Linked DNA regions of Danio rerio: region 1 is linked to region 2. A link is a contact called in public Hi-C data. All regions are on one chromosome and are shown on one strand. Each heading gives the region's core, a stretch centred on a gene start, on an enhancer-like site or on the middle of the called end of the contact. The rest is flanking DNA. Distances are from core to core; before and after follow the strand shown. Region 1 overlaps copz2 (COPI coat complex subunit zeta 2). Region 2 overlaps LOC137490576 (a long non-coding RNA gene).

Region 1 (6,209 bases), core at 1,167-3,666, 170 kb before region 2:
ATACCAGTTTTTAAAGTTTATTTCAGATTAATACCATAAAGGAGATAATAAAATTAAATAATTAATAACTGAATTAATACATTTATTTAAAATAAATAACATTTTATAAATAAGCATTTTATGAAGCTAAATGAACACAATATTACGGAAACAAACTCATTAAAATGAATTAAAGTAGCCTAATAAAATATTATATAAAATATAATAGGCAAAATTATATTATAAAATAATTATAAAAACATAGAGTACATTTACATAAATACATAAAGACAAAATAAAATACTGTTTTTTGATAATATTTACAACGTAAGTTTGAATAAATGGTAAAACTAGCCAAAATTAACTAACTTTAACAGTTATATTTTTGTCATAAAATGTATTATAATCAATATTAACCTAACTGCAGTTTAATTTAATCATCTAACAGTTGAAATGAACAAACTTAGTGTTAATAATATCAGTGTTTTTATAATTAGAGCTGACTGTTAGAAAGCTATGGGTTTTACATAAGAATGTAATTTCATTTTTTTATTATATATATATATATATATATATATATATATATATATATATATATATATATATATATATATATATATATATATATATATATATATATATATATATATATATATATATACTGTTGCTTTTGTATATAAAGAAGTAAGTAGAATGGTGAAGGCACATCGATAGGCTATGGGTCAGGTAGCTTATATGCATAAACTAAACACAAGAAGTGGGAGATGAAAGGGAAAAAGCTAACGGCAAGAGAACAAACACAGATATGAAAAGGCTGTAAGAATGTAACCAGTCAGCACCAGAGCTTATCAACCTACACATCTGTTCACGACACATCCCTCTATCCAGTACTGCTATCTCTGTTAGCATGTTTCACAATTGTTTGTAGCCGAAATAAATACAAAAATAAAACGACGTTATAAAAATAAAACGGTCATGACATCCACTATGTGGAAGCTTCAAACTCATAGCCTATAGAAACATAGATCTGCCTATGAAGATATTTCTGAGATAATAGTCTAACATAATTTAGTATCTTTATTGTCTTTATATATATATATATATATATATATATATATATATATATATATATATATATATATATATATATATATATATATATATATATATATGCGATTGGAAATAGGCTTATTATGATTAATTTAATTTCCTCCGTTTAAAGCATTATGCTTATAAACAGATGATTACCATGCCACAATTTTTTTTGCATATTTGTTTTGGTTTTTTTCTAACACCGCATGCACTTTACCCATTTTTTAAATAATGAAATTATTATATAAACAAGCAGGAATCTACTGCTTCCCCAGCGATTTCACCTCAAATAATTCAATGCTATATGCTCCAACAATTTTTTTTCAACACAACCAACTTTAATTCATTTTATTTTTTTCTTTAATTTGGAAATTATTTTCCCTTTACTAATTATCAGCTAGGCTATTATTAAGCTATAGGCCTATTCATCACCTTTATCATTACACCACGTATTGCCACATATTACAGAATAGGTGGTTAACTACTATATAAACAATGATGTTAAAAATACTGATTTTGTAAATTGTTAACGGTATCAAACTTGTAATCAGTATAGCCTAATGTATCGGCTAAATCATTATTCGTTATTATTTTAATCGTAAAGCCTACACTTTAAAATATTCTTAAATTAGCAGTTTTGCGTATTTTAAGATTCCTGTTTTTCTCCATTTATTTATGCTTTTGAATTGCATTATGTGAGCTTTAGCTTTCTTTCAGCAACTTTTAACATTGAAAAGTTCGAAAATGTAACTTTTAAGAAAAGTGTTACTTTGTTGTAACAGTGTAGCTCTTGTTGACTCTAAAACTGTTCGTTGACAGATATTTGTTACAGTGTCGCTCTACTTGACTTAATAATTTGTCAGATATTTGTTAAAGTGTCGCTCTTGACTAAATAATTGTAATTTATTTGTTACAGTGTCGCTCTTGTATATTCTAAAATTTCAAAAAAGAAAAAAATGAAATGCCCTCTTTGAAAATTTAAATGTACAAAATGTAGCCCAATTAAAACGACTATTTGATTAATGTTAGTCGGTTGCTATTAAAACTATAATAACTATTAACCTTGTCTGTAGCTTGTTTTAAACAGAAAATAACCCATATATCTATTACAAGACTTTAAATAAATACAACTAGTTCTACTTGATCTGGATAAATAATCAGTGCAGATCTGCTTCGACAGGCACCGACTGTCTGTATTGATGAATTCCGAACAGAAAGAGTTAAATATGATTGGCTACTGAACGCTCCTGTTTAAAACCATATTTTATAAGTCTCCACCCACCTTTATGGATTGTGACCAATCACTTTTTGAAGACTCAACAGTAGACGCCCATTCATTTGGTCATGGAGGTGGAGACTCGGCTTTGAAAATGTCATTGGCCCTCAGTGACCAATGACAGACCTAGCCACACCCTCTCGAGATTAACACTAAATATATGAAAATCTATGCAGAATATTAATGAGGGAACAATATGATTGGTTCACAGTAACTATTCTCTCACCAATACCCAGACAGCACACATACGTTGGGCCGACGTCGGCCGAAGGTCAACACGTCGGCCCCTTTAATTCTAAAACAAGCAGCAAAGCTGTCGGGCTTGTAGTACAAACTCAAATAGACACAAAGGACCAAACAAATGCTATAAAACACATTTATTAGTTTGTAATAACACTTTCGTTCACAATAAGTTTCCAGAAACCATGGTTTAAAGAAAATAAACAAATCCAGGGCATATAAATAGTTTATTTCACTAGAGAAAATTCTAGCAAATATTCTTGTTTTTATGCAAATGTTTTGTCAGTTTGTATCGCCAAAGACTTTTATTTTACTTAAAATGCCATATACTTTAATTTTTTCATAACTGTATTACACGTAGGCTAGTGTTTTCACTGAAAAACGCCCTAGTTGCCTTAATTTTTAAGTTGAATCAAATTAACCGTGTGAGTTTGAACTTGTATTATGTTAAACTGACCTAAACAGCTTGCGTAACGTATAAAATTTAGTTAGAACATGATTAACTTAGTTTAATAAGTTAGAACAAACTAAAAACATTTGCTGTCAGGACTAATTGATCATATATTTTTTACAGTGTTGCCTTAAATATTACAATGGAGTATATAGCTAATAATAATTCATTCATTTTCTTGTCTTAAGTCCCTTTAATAATCCGGGGTCGCGACAGCGGAATGAACCGCCAACTTATCCAGCACGTTTTTACGCAGCGGATGCCCTTCCAGTCGCAACCCATCTCTGGGAAACATCCACACACAAACCCCCACACACACACACACACACCCACACACACACACACACACACACACACACACACACACACACACACACACACACACACACACACACACGCACGCAATTTAGCCTACCCAATTCACCTGTACCGCATGTCTTTGGACTGTGGGGAACCTGGAGCACCCGAAGGAAACCCAGGCGAACGCAGGGAGAACATGCAAACTCCACACAGAAACGCCAACTGAGACGAGGTTCGACCCAGCGACCTTCTTACTGTGAGACGACAGCACTACCTACTGGGCCACTGCATCGCCATGATGATGATGATGATGATGATGATAATAATAATAATAATAATAATAATAATAATAATAATAATAATAATAATAATAATAATAATGCTTCTAGTAAATTTTTAATATTGCCTGTTTCTCATTTTAAGAAAAATTGCTAATATTAAGGTTGTAGGCAGAACTCTGATTTGTGTATAACATTTTTGACAAAAGGTAAAAGCAATGTTGACTTATAACAAAATGACAAAGGATTAAACAAGAGGTTTATACAATCATATTTGTGATCATAAAAAAAATCACAACCCAATGCTTAATAAACTTATAACCTCCAAACACCACAGCTGTAGGCCTATCAATATTTGCAAATGTTTAGAAACAACGAAATTGCAACTTCTTTGGACAAATTCAAGCATATGTGTAGCTGTTAGTGAATATACCTTTGCATTTAATAAAAAAAAAAAAAAACCTAAAGCAGAAATGACCTAATTTACTCTGACACAAAATATAAATATCTTATATGAAACCTGAGACACAAGTGCCCCTTACGTGCTACTTCAATAATTAAATTACATCTCATTCAAAATAACAATGAAAATCCCTTTCAATTATTTACAGATTCTTTCAAGTCAGGGGAAGTTTGTGTTTCAAACTTATTTTAGAATTGACCACTTGATCTGCTCCTTTGCCGACTGTAACACCTAAAAAACGAAAGAAAAAAAAAAGAGTTTCAGTAAACAAGATTGATAAGCTTTATTAGACCAAAGAGAAATAAATATATGTTTAAAAAAAAAACAATTTAAAATGCAATATAATGTGCTATGTAAAATGATATTCATCTAATATGTCTTGTATTTAATATGTATTTATTTAACATAATTAGAATATAATAAATGTATCTTAAAATAAAAAACAAGCATAATAACCACAATAGTGCAATAATGAAGTGTGTGAAATACGAAATATTAATATTAATATGAAATATGAAAATGCTAATAATTTACCCAGGCCTTACAAGAGTAAGGTGACTTATTTATTTAGTATCCTCTACAGAAGAAGATTTTAGCTAAAACTTTGACGATTCATAAAACAAGCATTGTCTGGCTCTCAACAAACATTTGACTCTCAAAGTAACATGTGTTTTTATGAATCACAATGGTTACAGCAAAAAAAAAAAAAAAAAAACGAAGAAAAAAAGTTAATTGACCTGCATGGTAAAAAAACAAAACAAATGCTGTTTTTTTAACACAATTTTGTGTAAAATATTGACAAACTCAGCCATTAGATTAATAAAGATATTGTCCATATTTTAAAACGTGATCAGCATATTTAACATCTGGGTGAAGTGAAACGGTTTAATGATGTTAACAATTCATACTTCGGCCACAAGGGGGCATCTGAAGACCACAATATTAAACGGAAAACTAGTTTCTTCGATTTTAATGAGCGGTTCTGTCCTTTAGAATAGAATAGAATAGAATAGAATAGAATAGAATAGAATAGAATAGGCCAAATTAGAACAGAATAGACCAAAATGAAAATAAAATGAAATAAAATAAAATAGAGCTTTCACTGTTTTGAGAATTATAGACTGCATAAAAGCTCAAACGTTTTGGCATAAAAGACAAACAAATGGTTGCAATTAAAAAAAAAACAATGAACATAAATGGAATTTCCAGTCTTTCTTTTTGGGGAAAACTTATTTATTATCCACCTAAATTTATAAAAACTAAGTTAACTTAATTCCTTTATGTTGTCCCAACACAAATCGATTGTGTGGAAGCCAGCATTTTTACAGTGCATGTTAAAATATATACAATGGTTAGTTTAAAGATATTCTAGGCAAATTGATCAAATATAGCAATGCTCAGTACAACATGCGTGGTGTACACTGCACTGTATATCAGGGTATGTTGATATGAAACATAAGTGTAACAGTATAATCTTTTTTTAAACATACAAATTTATCATTTAAGTTAATTTTTAAGTAGGCCGACACAGAATCTGCCAGATCATTGAGTCTATCATTCAATCCATTTATTTACTTATGTAGATGTAAATGTATTTATTCAATTTTCTATATTAATGTCAGTGATATTATTACTATTATTATAATACAATACCATTCATAAAGAAATATTTATTGTCTAGTGTATGTATTATATGAGATTTACATTATTTACCAAACAAGTCAATCTAATTGGATTGCAATGTAAACCTTAAATAAAAGTCCTTTTTTAGTGTTAAGTTTAAAGAGATTTTTAAGAGCTTTAAAGCACACACACAAACACACGCACGCACGCATGCGCGCACACACACAAACGCACGTCTATTTGTTATTTGTTCATGCACTTACATTAGTGGTGAGAGCCAGTTTCTCAGTGATGTGCTGTTAGGGTTAGAGTTGGTGTAAGAGGTCAGAGCAGAACTAAAATCACTACAGCCATTAATGATGGTTAGACAGAAAGCCAAACAAGTCTAAACAAAGCTTTAAAATCATTCACATTAAAGAAGCAAGAAACCTTTCAAGCCTAATTGTAAGTGTGTGTGTGTGTGTGTGTGTGTGTGTGTGTGTGTTTGTGTGTGTGTGTGTGTGTACC
Region 2 (6,318 bases), core at 2,258-4,757:
AACAGAAAACCAAATCATTCCACACTCTGAGTTTAAATGAAGTGTCCATGTAATCAGATTGAAGCAGAGGTCACTGGTCTTCCCTCTGATCGATAATTATACAGGTTACACTCCCGATGGTCGCGGGACTCGAGTTTACAGAAAAAAAAATGGTAGTGAGAAAAATGACTCAATGTTATAACATTACTTCAAATATTCAGTTGAACTCGCATATAACTATTGGCATTAACAGTTTTATGGTTAGTTTTTGTTTCAAATGTTAAGCTTTCACAAGTGTTTTCATTCTCTGTTTGTTTACACTTTTAAATAGCATCATAGGGCTTTGATCTCTGAAATTAAATATAAACTCTGCTGCCTGATGAAGAAATGCAGAATATAGTAATAAATTTGTGAAACAACAGAAAAAGTAGTTGTTTATGTATTCTAATATGGGTTTGAAACTTATAAGTCGCTTTGATAGACTTTTTAAAATGTAAAAGTTCAGAGATCATGGTCTCCTGATGCAATTTGAAAGTGTAAATAAATGGAAAAAGGCAATCACAATAATCATTAATTAAATATTTTTTGCAGTGCTTGATAACATGCTAATGTTAAGATTCAATATGTTGGTTTTTTTAAATACAGAAAAATGCAAATTTTAAACTGAATAAAAAAGGGTTAAAAAAGGGTAACAGTAGAATGTTTTGTTTGTGCACACAAACGTGCACGCAATTAAATAATAAAACATTAAGTTATCAGAAAATATTTAGTTAAATCTTGTTTTTTGAATGCTTATGAAGATAAAACATCTGTGCTTTAGTGAAATTGTGTGTTTTTTTTTGTTCTAACCTTTTAAAAAAAGTATATGCCTCCACATTTAGTTCAGCACTTAACCATTTGCTTTTGCACAACAGTTTTTGCTGCATAAATATGTAAACATTTGATACAATTATTTGCATTTGTGTGATTGTGCTGAAAGTGCCAAAGGATTTTGCTTAAACAGGCTGATAGACTTTGCTTGAAAGCATTCAAAAACATATTGTAAGACAATTCCCCATGTGTAGTTTAGCGAAACAGAAGATACTTTGGGTGGAGAAACGTGAAAGAAAGAGAACTGGAATTTAGCCAAGCTCGCTACGTTTGATCGAGATGCCGAAAAGAATTTACGGCCTGGTGGATTGAGTGCCGCTTGGTAGAGAGAGCGAGATTGTGTGTGTGTGTGTGTGTGTGTGTGTGTGAGAGAGAGAGAGAGAGGGAGAAAAAGAGAAAAGCTCCCCTCTGACCAAGCTCGGCACTGGGCCGAGAGCTCCCTAAATCTCAGCCTACAGATTTATGGTCATCCCATTCACACAAGTAACCAGAAACACAATCACTATCACAATCACCATCAGCCTACACACACACACACAGAGTGGCCAGCTGATGCTGAGCTCGCCTCAGCTGAATCAACTATTCAGGAGGAATTAAAAAAAGCACACACAAACACACTAAATCACTGCCGCGCACACACACTTGCGCCATGTGTGGTGGTTGGAAGAAAGAATCAGGAACGCATGAAAGGAGGATAAGGACTGAAATGGAGCATTTCTATCCAAATTACTGCATGTTATTTATTGCAGCAATTACTCTGAGACGTCTGTGCGCCTCTTCATTCGAAACGATTGTAAAAATACATCAATAGTGGCTGAAAGAGCAGAGGCAGATCAGCTGCTCGGCAGACATTGCTTACCTGGCACAACAGTCACTTCTTTAACTCCACCTTTACTTGTTTTACTGTAGCGTTACCATCTGACATGTTGTACTGTATTTATATGTGAGCAGTGTATGAGGGTTGTTAATAATGTAAAGCTAAAACCCTTATACAAATATTTCAGTTACTTAAAATTAAATAATTATTAACAGATAAAAAAAGAATAATATAGATTCCATATTTAATTTAAAAGCTGAAAACAAATGTTTAATGTTAACTAAAATGATGACAAAACAAAGCTAGTTATTTGTCTGTTAGTTTATTTCTGTTTTTTATAGACCATTTTGAGGGACGTAAACAATAATAATGGTATTTCCTGTTTTACATTTTTTATTTCTATCCAAATATTGATATGATGTTATGATGTTTTAATGTTAAGTCATTATTGAATTCCTTTTAGTCACAGTTATGATAGTTTGACAACAAGCAGGAATTGTTCATGGACCAATGACATTGCCACATTAAAATGGTTTATAGGGATGATCATTTTAAATTTCAGTGGGTTTGTAAATGTAAATGATCAGTTAATTGTTTAGTTTTTTATTATTTAAGTTTTTCATAAACCTTTGGTTTGCAAATATTTTAAATAAATTGCAAATAGAAAATATAGTAAAAATAATGTACTAACACTGTCAAATTCAACTGATCTTAAAAAAATTATAAAAATTAGCAAAGTAATTAATATACAGAGGAAATAAGCAATTGCAAATAAAAAGCAAATATTGGCTGATAATTATATTATCAATATTGGTTAATGCAAAAAAAAAAAATTGTAATGTTTAATGTGTGTGTAAGTGTACAGTGCTCAACATAAATGATTACATCCCTCACAAGACTATCTATTAAATTAATATTCTCTATAAGATGCTATAAATAATATTATTTTGTGCATATACAGTTATTAGTGAGTACCAAAGCCAAATCTGGAGTTAATCTTACAAAGTAACTTAAGATAATGGTCCAAAAATTAGTACACCCACATTAACACGATGGGGAAAAATATTGGATACAAATTTTAAAAATCAAGATTTAAAAAAGTATATAAAATTTAGGTGACATTTTGTAGTTTGTATTATTATTATTATTATTATTATTATTATTATTATTATTATTATTATTATTGTTATTGTTGTTGTTATTGTTGTTATTATTATTATCATTATTATTATTATTATTATTATTATTATTATTGTTATTATATTTTATTTTATTATTTCCAAACAAATGAATATAACTGTTTAATAAATCTGTTTAGTTCAAATTCAGCAAAAATATTACTTATATTCAATGAGAATTGAATACAAATACTTATTTTCAAAATGGGGTGTGTTTATTTAAGCTGAACATTGTATATTTCGTTGTTTATGCAAAGTAAAATTGAAACATTTTCAAACCATATTTGCTGTTATTAATATATATTAAACTATATTTCACTGTTTGGAAGTGCAGTTTTGACCTCAGTTTCTGTTACAGCATGACTTGTCAGCAGCACTTGCAGTGTAGAAAAAGCATAAGCTCATTGAAATACCATCAGAAATCTCCTAAATTACTGTTTTCATTCAATGCAATAAAAATAGCACTCTGAGGATAAATTTGTTGCATTATGTTTTGAACAATAGTGTATCTGAATGCGTGTGGCTACTAAGGTGACGTTGTCCACAGGGAATGCTTTCGTTGCAGAAGAAGGTCAGAAGTCAGGCAGCTGTACTTCCTTTTGCTGGACAGTGTCACACGTCTTTCCAGATCCTCTAATTGGCTCCCTGCTGCTGCTACACACACACACACACACACACACATGCACACACCTCTCCTGAACTCTGGGAAAATGCCACTCGTGAGGCCATTCAAAATGGCTGAAGGGAAAAGACAACAGCACAGCAACGAGATGCAAACTCTCCTTCCCCCATCGCTCCTTCAATACGTGATCGTAAATTCCTCTTCCTTTCTTGCCCTTCCCTTTGCATGTTTTTTCTTCTGCCTCTCACACACACACAACACACACATACTTGTAAACATATCCTCATTGGGATTCCTCTTTCACATCCAAGTTATAATTAGTGCTCTTTTTTTACAATCTCTTGGTATTTTTAGGTAGATTTTTCATTATTAGACTGTTTACCTTGTACAAATGACTCTCAATTTCTTTAACAGACATTTTAAAGTTTTTTTTGTCACAACAACACTGTTTTTTGAAGAAGCTTAAACATCCATTGAAACTTTCAGTGGCAGAAAATGTTCTTTGTAGTGTAAAAGAATTCTTTAGATTGGTTAATTCAATGGTTCAAGTAGTTCTCTTAAAAGAAATGTTTGAAACAGGAATATTTTGAGAACATAATGTACACACAGTTCATTGATGTCAATGTACATATATTGGTTCAAAAATGCTTTTTATTTAATATTCAGCATTTTATGAACTTGTATGAAACTATGTTTATGTTAACTACCTTTCCTAACGAGTGCTGTGGAACAGGTTTCCTTTTTGTCTGTTTTGAGAAAAACACTAGACATACTGTATTACTGCTGAAGTGGAAAAAAATAGTATTTTCAAACATGCTACAGTGTGAGCTGTATATTTTTAATACAAGTTGACATACCAAAAACGTTGGCTTTCAGTATAATTGTATTTTAAGTTTGCCAGACATTTTTTACTGTTGTTTCAGGACCATTTAACCTTTTTGAATCATGCCCATTTTCTCTTTGCGTGTGTTTGTGTTCACATGACAAGTGGCCAAACATTTACCAGCTATAACCCCAAAAATTTAAAAAAAAAAAAAAAAAAAAAAAGTACATAAAGTATTTTAAAAATAGGGATATTGGCATTATACTTTTTAAAACCTCTATTTTTAAGACTAAAGAATCCAATCTAAACGCATGTATCCATTTTTTTTTTAGACAGTCCCCATGTCTAATCATATACAAGTAATCCAGAAATGAATAAGTGATGTCATATATTTGGACTGCACTCTTCATATAATGTACACTTCTTCATGGTCACTTTGATTCTGTTCCACTTTGGTCAAGAAAGATGATGTTTGAAAATGTTATAACAGTATAATTGGATGATTACAGAAAGTATACAGACAACCGCTCTCTGCAACATATAATAAAGCAGACCATAGTCTAGTTCATCTTTTCACCTCTGTGCTTTTGTGTTTTGTGTAAAAATAAATAGTTTTTTGGACTGGCCGAAGATTTTTCTGTAATAAAAAATGGATTGTTATAGAGAATTTATAACTAAGTTTGTATATTGTATTGCTGATTGTTTTATTTGTATGTATGTATTAGGGTTGGGCATCTAAGCTATAATGCCGATCCGATACGCATCTCGATGCAAAGAATACGATCCGATATATTAGCGATACATTTGTGACATATTGCGATGCAATACGATACGATTCACACCCATATCACGATACAATGCGATAATTCAGCACTAACTAATTAGATTAATTTTATGTGATAATGTGAAAGAGGATGCCGTGCCATTGAATGAGTTTGATTATTTATTAAACAAGTAAAACCAAGAATTTTTTTACAAACTGGCTTTTCTCTCAGAGCCAGAGTCTCGGTTTACAGTAACTAGAGGGCCATTTTAGAACATATGGCACATATTATTTAAGTATTTTTAAGATAAACTAAATGTATAAGTGCAATATATATTAAAAAATATATATTTGCACTCTTTCAACAAAGGTTTACCATTGCACAAGAATTGTGATTTAACTTTTCAACTATGAAAACAAGTTTTACAAATATATATTTTGCCACTGAATATTCAAAACTTAAGGTCATGAACTAGCAGTGTTATGCTGCTTTGAAACATCACTGTCACTGTACTGTCACAGGCTAATAAAAATAAAATTAAATAAAAATTAACAGGAGGAGAATTAACCTTCGTTCTCCGTGACACTATAAGGCTGAATATCTTTGCAGATGAACAATGCAATAGCATCCTTTATTGCCGTAGAGCACGCAGAACTGTTAGGAAGCGGGGCATGGTAAAAACTTTCAATGCTTTTCTCACCACTTTTGGAGCTGGTAGCTACAGGTGAATCAGAGCAGGAAGCAGGGGATGCAGGAACACTGGAAGATGCTTCCACAACAACACCGTGGCGGCGCTTCAAGTGAGATATCAGATTAGTCGTACTGCCTGTGTATTTTACAGATGCGCGGCACATTTTGCAAATTGCATCTGTCCTGTCAAGTCGTCCATCTTTTATGTAAAATCCATATTGTTGCCATACTTAAGATTTAAAACTCAGTGGGGAATAAATTGTCTCGGCATCCATAATGTTTGTTTTGCTTCTCGCGCTTACTGAGGGCGCACCACTAGCTTCATCCGCACACCTGATACACTGAGTTGTAATGTAAGTGTACACATCCGTAAGGCCATTGCTAAGGCATACTTTATGTTGGTCGATTAAATTATGCGCCAAAAACAGGTTGACAACACTTGTTAATAATACAAAAATACATTCTATATTAAAAATATAGGTTGTATCTTGGAAAAACCGATGCATTTCGCAAAAATCGATGCATCTTCCAAAATTTCCTTCATCTTCTGCTGCTCTACCGATGCACTCGCATCG

Evidence for each region. Hi-C and Micro-C count contacts between places; a contact is called where the count stands out from the background.
Region 1: a contact with region 2 is called in a Hi-C map of embryo, with 2.2 times the contacts expected there. The contact joins two enhancer-like sites. A contact is called at or near these places in 2 of 18 Hi-C or Micro-C datasets (both in embryo).

The regions. Positions count from the first base shown.
Region 1 is chr3:22,849,113-22,855,321 of GRCz12tu, reverse strand. copz2 (COPI coat complex subunit zeta 2) reads right to left here. Exons shown (of 10, transcript NM_131507.2): 8 at 6,209; 9 at 5,966-5,998; 10 at 2,711-4,310. The coding sequence ends at 4,263. Among named protein-coding and RNA genes, the nearest start is that of dre-mir-152, 15 kb to the right of the region's middle. Within about 2 kb of position 2,416, at least 44 of the 62 cell types and tissues checked have an H3K27ac peak or open chromatin away from gene starts, as enhancers often do.
Region 2 is chr3:22,683,825-22,690,142 of GRCz12tu, reverse strand. The region is part of intron 2 of LOC137490576 (a long non-coding RNA gene); the gene reads right to left. Among named protein-coding and RNA genes, the nearest start is that of cbx1a, 110 kb to the left of the region's middle. Within about 2 kb of position 3,507, at least 13 of the 62 cell types and tissues checked have an H3K27ac peak or open chromatin away from gene starts, as enhancers often do.